Regions from separate parts of the Xenopus laevis genome. Here region 2 is linked to region 1. The links are chromatin contacts, called in public Hi-C maps. All regions are on one chromosome and are shown on one strand. Each heading gives the region's core, a stretch centred on a gene start, on an enhancer-like site or on the middle of the called end of the contact. The rest is flanking DNA. Distances are from core to core; before and after follow the strand shown. Region 1 overlaps agps.L (alkylglycerone phosphate synthase L homeolog). Region 2 holds the start of hoxd8.L (homeobox D8 L homeolog).

Region 1 (3,318 bases), core at 622-3,121:
AAATTCTTCTATTTGTTCAGGTCCTCATTAATAAATGACGGCCCAATAAAACCTCAACAGTCATAGGGTTGGTTAAAGCCTGAAGTACAGTATAGTTCAATGATTTTCCTCTTCAGCCTTCGTGTTCTATTGACTTTGGACTACCCACAGTGAATGGCTGGGCTGCACAGAAAGGATTCTGTCTCAGGGGTTTATCTCTTTAGTGCCAGGCATCTCTGCATGAGAGACGCGGATTCATATTATTTATTAGTGGGGTCAGTCCTTCAGTGAGATGCTATGTGAAGTAAACAAGGAAAAAAGGCTGTTACCAGAAGGCAGAATCAAGCAATTAGGATCACCGTACGTTTGCCATTATTCATTCTCCGTTTGCGATAAGGCTGACCAATGGGAACAGAGGGCTGACATATCAGGCCGTGCCAGCTGAACCACAGGCGTGTATATACATATACAAATATATCTCCCCTTGCCATCGCTTGAGAACCGGACAACAACCTGATTTTTCTCATGTAGCAAATATTGTGATATCCTAAATTTACTTGCCGTTTCCAGTTACTTTTAAGCATGGTGCACTTCTGGACAAAGGCTGCATTATGTCCGGAAGCAGAGGGGGGGACTATGCAGAAAATAATAGCTCACAGTTGTTTCTGTGGTTAAAAGCACATATACAGGCTTCTTTTGCACAAACACAAGACTATTTCCACAAACAGAAATAGAAAAATAAAGTGGGAAAACTGACAAACAAATAAACAGAGCTTTTGGTCTATTTCTCCAATCTCTGGTAAAGTGGGTTTGCCAGCAGGGTTGAGAATCACCAGAAGGTAATAGAAGTACCTTTAAGAGATAACATATCTACTGTAAAACTGATAAATGGTTACAAAATTAGGAAATGCTGAAAGAATTTACAGAATATTTCTATTTACTCTTGCTGTATGTAAATTGGGGATATTGGTCATATAGTTACAGGTATGGGATACCTTATCTGGAAAAACCATTATCCAGAAATCTCCTAATAACGGGCCAATTCCCATAAAGTCCATTTAAAATAAATAATTCTAGTTTTTTAAAAATTATTTCCTTTGAACAATGAACCAGTACCGTGCACATGATGTAACTAAGCTGCACGAATCCACATAGGTGACAAAATAATCCTGTTGGTTTTATTAAATGTTTAAATGGTTTTTAGCAAAAGGAAATGCCACAATTACACTAATGCACTGTTTGGAGCGTTGGGCGCAAGCTGTATTCCTCTCTGCACAGGTTAATTCCAGCAGCACTCCGATCAGTGATTCAAACTTTTATTCGTGCCACTAGCAAGACAACGTTTCTGGCTATACCAGCCCTTGATAAATACATATACATGTATGCGACCCAAGCCTTTCTGTCCCATGGCATGTTGCTATATTGAATTTTATGTATGTGCAACCAGCAGCTCTGAGGATGTTGCTGAACTATAACGCTTAACTATCCAGCCAGTTGCTGGTGGGATACTGCTGAAAGACAAGCACCACAGGTTAACCTTGTCCAGATTTACACACACACACACACACACACACACACACACACACACGACTAAGGAATTGTGCTATTACAAAAAAACACGTTTTTATGTGAACCAACGTTTTGAATTTGATAACGGTCTGAGAAACATTGGTTCACAAATAAATGTTTTTTCCTTTGCAACAGACCAGAGTGTGCAATGCTGTGTGTGTGGTTTTGCAGAATACTCTGACATCTGCTGGGGTTATATTGAATTTAGAACTGGCTTCTCTTATACAATTCACAGCTGCTTCCAAAGGCTCCATACTTCAGCTTACACCCCTGGGGCGGCACCAAAGCTGCATGGAAGTTCGGATAGGCTGAAGGATCGGTGGGCTGAGATTTGAGGACTACAAGGCTATTGGACAGTGGGAGTGATTTATGAAAAAACTGTTAACACCATTGGATAAGGAAAAAACATGACATCATCTGTTGAATTTCCATAGCGCCACCTTCTTTAATTAACCATTTGTAGGTTCCCCATTCACACAGCTATCTTTATTGTACCACAGCACCACCTTCTGGCAGAGAATATAAATGTTATGCTAGTTAGCAGCCATTAAATGAGAATTCAACTCCATGTTTTGAACCTTAGGGTAAAACTAGACAGGAGGTTATGATCAGAATTTATGGGTCAGATTTTATTTGATTTTGTCATGCAACAGCACAAGACTTGTGGGATTCTATGAGATCTGATCCACCTATAACTAGAATGTAAAGTCGAACCAGATAAGTTGGTGGGAATAATTTGTTCATGCATCTACATCCAACATTCTATGTATTTCAATGGAAAAATAAAGTCGGTCAGACACCATCAGATTTTATCTTGTCGGATGAAGAAGCAGCATCTCTCATGCAACAGTTTTGTCGTGACAGATGGAAAATTTCCAATGCAGTTTACACATCAGGTTTTTGTATCAGTCCCATTATACTCTGACCCATGCAACTACATATGATATGCATTTGTCAAGGCAACACCATCCCACAAAATCTCCTGAGAAGTTTAACCCTTATTGGGAAATATATATATAGGATATATATATATATATATAGGATCAGCACACTCTGTTGATAGTGATAATGAAAAATAAGCATTTTATCAGACTGAAACAGTGCCACATAAATTTGCAGTCTTACCTTTTGCCAGTGAATTCAGCTTGCCCCTTTTTATTGAAAGTGAATTTGGAATCATTATATCCCCATCCATTCCACTTCAGGACTTCTTGCCTGTAAAAATTCAAAATCAAAATGTAAGAGTCAAGCAGGACACTCTCATTGGTTGTGTCACAATACGTTACAGTAAATGATATCCTTATTAATGGTGCTTACTAATGGCATTAGTTATAATTGGTGCTTAGTGATGTCATTTGTGTCACATGACTCATAGAAATGTGTGCATTATATAGTGAATAAAGTACCCCCTCTTGTAAAATATAAGGATATTATAAGTTACCGAGGAGTTTCATGACCATATAAAAACACGAGGCCGAAGGTCATGGAACTCCGAGGTAACTTCTAATATCCTCATATTTTACAACCGGGGGTACTTTATTAATTATAATACACAAATTTCTGTGAGTCATGTGACAGAAATGACATCAGAACTCACCGTTTATAACTGATGACATCAGAACTCACCGTTTATAAGGATATAATTTACAAGATATTCATGGCTTTTGTGTATTATTAAAAAATATTGTACCACCACCCCTCCCTGTGTCCTCTCAATCTGAGAAGTCCTGTATCTCTATGGAAAAATATATGTCTTTAGTTTTCAAACAA
Region 2 (3,480 bases), core at 369-2,868, 690 kb after region 1:
CGTTTACTACTACGTGTACTGTGTGAGTACAGTGGGATGTGCTCTTTGCTCCTTATTTCTATGTTTTGCCTTCCCTCATAGACTTTATAAGGGGAGTTTGGACTGGGATGGCGTGTACCTCCTGTGTACTAAGGGCCTCATCCTTAGCTTCTGTGTACTGACTCCTGTTACTTCTTTAATTAAAACATATACATGAATACAAGCACAACTGTGCCCTGTGTATTTGTGTTGAAATGTGGAGTATATTGATCACTAGTGATTTCTGTGTATATACACATATACCCACATAAATACGTTTATCTGTAGCGAAAGATGAATTTAGTGTATTCGTGTTTGTGTTAGCTTGTGTGTTTCAATGAGTGTGTACAAATGCTGTGTGCACACATATATATAACATATAGGCGCTGTAAACACCCGTATACTGTATTCTATGCATATTCCAAACATTTGATGCAGTGTCTGAATGAACTAAATGTGCAGCATGGTTGTGGGAATGTTTGTACCCTGATGAACTCATGTATTGTGGGCACTAGTTGTACGTGTGTTTAAGTTGTATGTACCTGAGTTTAGTGTGCGAGGGCTGTGTGAATCACTGGGATAACTATACTATATACACAGTGACAGAATGAGCAAAGTACAACAGTACACCTGGTAGTACTAAGCACACACAACGAATGTATTCATGGTTAAGAATGTTCTGAATGCCTAACGTGTAATAAATGCAATATACTTGTGTGACAGTGTTGTGTACAGTAAGTATGTTGTAGAAGTCCTCTGTGTGTAAGAGGGAGAAACAAAGAGAGTGCTGTGTGTGTATACTGGGTGTAATGTAAGTGATGTGTACACCTAGCATGACATGTACATTGTGTGTGTCTGTGTGGGCGGGTGAGAGGAAGATGAGTGTGTAAGACAGAGCTGCGTGTATGTGCAGTTTGCACGGATTGTAAGGTGAGAGTTGTGTACACTAATGTGTAAAGTGAAGGAGAGTGGTGAGTACTTCTGGCGTGTACTATGGGTGTAATGTGTGAGTAGATGAGAGAGAGAGGCAGAGTTATGTTGCACATGCATGAAGTAGTATATGTGTGTGTGTGTATAAAAAAAGCAGAGAGCTGCCCTGACATGTACACAGTGTGTGCAGGAGATGCCCAGTCCCACAGCCCACGTTGCGCCCACCTTGTGCTCTCATCCAGGGGAACATGTGAGACGCAGGCGAGTTCTGATGTAAGTGCTCTGGATCCGCTCCAACACTCGCACAGGGCGATTTACAGTCAGGATATTGGACCGGCTCAGACTCTTGATGGGTCGTAAAAATGTGCTGCCTCTGGAAATGATCGTAGCCATAAAGCTTAGAGGGGTCACCGTGGCAAGTAATCCCACAGGGTGCCGGCTGGTAGCCTGGACTCGGGAGGGTCCCGGGGTGGTGGTGGTAGTAGTCCTGAGGGGCGCTGCTGCTGCTGCTATATACCAACGGGGCCCTGCTGCTGCTGCTGCCAACCTCCTGCCCATAGGGACACTCGTAGAAAGCTGGATTTATGGCGTCTTTGTATTTGGGATACATGGGACTGACAAAGTAGGAACTCATGTGGGCTGGAGCAGCAGCGAGTGAGTGACTAGAGCCCAGCAACACCGCCAGTCCCACTGCTGCTCATCCTGCTGAGCGCTATGGAATAATGACTTGCCTCACTGCCCTCACCATTTCCTATTAGGCACACTGCGCCCATCTACTTCTCTCCCTCTCTGGCCGCACTTTCCAATTACTTCTCCTCAGGCACCACAAGGACCCACGGGGGGTGGGAATGTGCTCCACATACCAGGAAGCGCAGGGACTGGGGCCACAGAGCTGGCGGAGGGATACTCGCGCATTAACCGAGCACAGATTCAAAGCGGCGTTAATGCGCCTTATTGCTAGTGCTGAGCCCCAGAATCCTATGTGTTTAGTAATATAATAATATGTTTCTCCAACGCCTGGTGCAGGTCTGTGTGCTTGTATATAGCCATCTCCTTTTCTATCCTTGATTTTATCTGTACAAACACTGTACATCTGAGAAATAAAAGTAACTGCTAAGACACACACATGCACCCCCTCCCCACCCCTCTTGTACTTTATGTCTGACATCCTGTGCATATATATATAACAGACATTTCAGACCACTGTGGTCCCAGATCCAATTCTGAGATTAATTGTTATAGTGACTGAAATAAGAAAACTTGGCAAAGCAAAGGAAACAAAACCTCAGCATGTCAAAGGCAGTACTCCGACCACTAGGGGAACCAGAGAGGTCAAAGCCCCCTTCCCTATTGAACTGCATCTATAACAGGTACCAGGGATCTTCACCTGACTTCTATAGGAAAAACATTTCTCATATATTTAAAGTATGTGCAATAGAACCCAGGACTTCCCAAGAGTGTAAAAGTAACATAATTCAACATGTGCTATAGGCCTAAACATGTCATTTTATGAAAATACAAGATATTTGCTAAAGAAAAATAATTGCAAGTATTAATCAGATTACATGCAATGAAATCAGGTATTTTTAAAAAATATTTAAATAGGCAGTCCAGAGGCTTTTGGGGGTTTCATTTGGGGTCCTGATGGAGATCCAATTTCTATATGTCTGTGAAACAAATAATCTTCACTGTTTTGAGGAATGGCGCAGGCCCTGTAAAATATTTGCTGAGAGGCTCAGACCTGTTTAATTAGACCAATGATCCCCAACCTGTGGCTCCAGAATAATATGTTGCTCACCAACCTCTTGTATTTTGCTCCCAGTGGCCTGAAATAAGGTGCTTATTTTTGAATTCCTGACTTGGAGGCAAGTTTTAGTTGCATAAAAACCAGGTGTACTGACAAACAGAGCCTCCAGGGCTACTAGATAGCCAATCACAGTCCTTATTTGACAACCCTCAGGAACTTTTTGCATGCTAGCATTGCTCTTCAACTATTTATACATTTCGATTGTGGCCCATGAGGTAAAAATGTTTGGGGAACCCAGAATTTTTAACAAAAGAGAAATAAGTCAATGATGCAAACCCATATTGGCTACTGCAGTGTTGGACTGGGTGAGCCAGGGTCCACTGGGTTCTTCAACTCATGAGCCCACCACTGCCACCTAAGTCAAACTACCCACTGCCACAAACTCCACCATCCATTGCAACTTACCCCACATTGTACCTTCCTGCCTTAACCAGCACCACCCTCCAGCCCCCATTATGTAACTTACTCCTGCCCCAAACTTGTACTTTTGTCCCTCTTGTGGCCACTGAATAATTACCAGGTTTGGGGTCCTGAAAAGCCAAACAGTGGTCCTGGGTCAGCAGGGCCCATGAGGGCAGGGGTCCTGGCCCTTTTGTGCACTTGAAAGCCACCAGGGTTTGTTTTGCCTATACGTGAACAGACATTGGCTGATGCAGGCACGGACTGGCAATCTGTGGGTTCTGGTAAATGCCAGAGGGGCTGTAGTAAAATACTATAGACAGTCA

Evidence for each region. A called contact is a pair of places that touch in the nucleus more often than the background predicts.
Region 2: a Hi-C map of the XTC cell line shows a contact between it and region 1, with 5 times the contacts expected there. The contact joins the promoter of hoxd8.L here to the enhancer-like site in region 1. A contact is called at or near these places in 2 of 4 Hi-C or Micro-C datasets (the XL177 cell line and the XTC cell line).

What each region holds. Positions count from the first base shown.
Region 1 is chr9_10L:77,840,385-77,843,702 of Xenopus_laevis_v10.1, forward strand. agps.L (alkylglycerone phosphate synthase L homeolog) reads right to left here. Exons shown (of 20, transcript NM_001093104.1): 2 at 2,674-2,763. Among protein-coding and RNA genes, the nearest start is that of agps.L, 29 kb to the right of the region's middle. Within about 2 kb of position 1,872, at least 2 of the 7 cell types and tissues checked have an H3K27ac peak or open chromatin away from gene starts, as enhancers often do.
Region 2 is chr9_10L:78,529,450-78,532,929 of Xenopus_laevis_v10.1, forward strand. hoxd8.L (homeobox D8 L homeolog) reads right to left here and starts at 1,619. Exons shown (of 2, transcript NM_001089872.1): 1 at 1,174-1,619. The coding sequence starts at 1,582.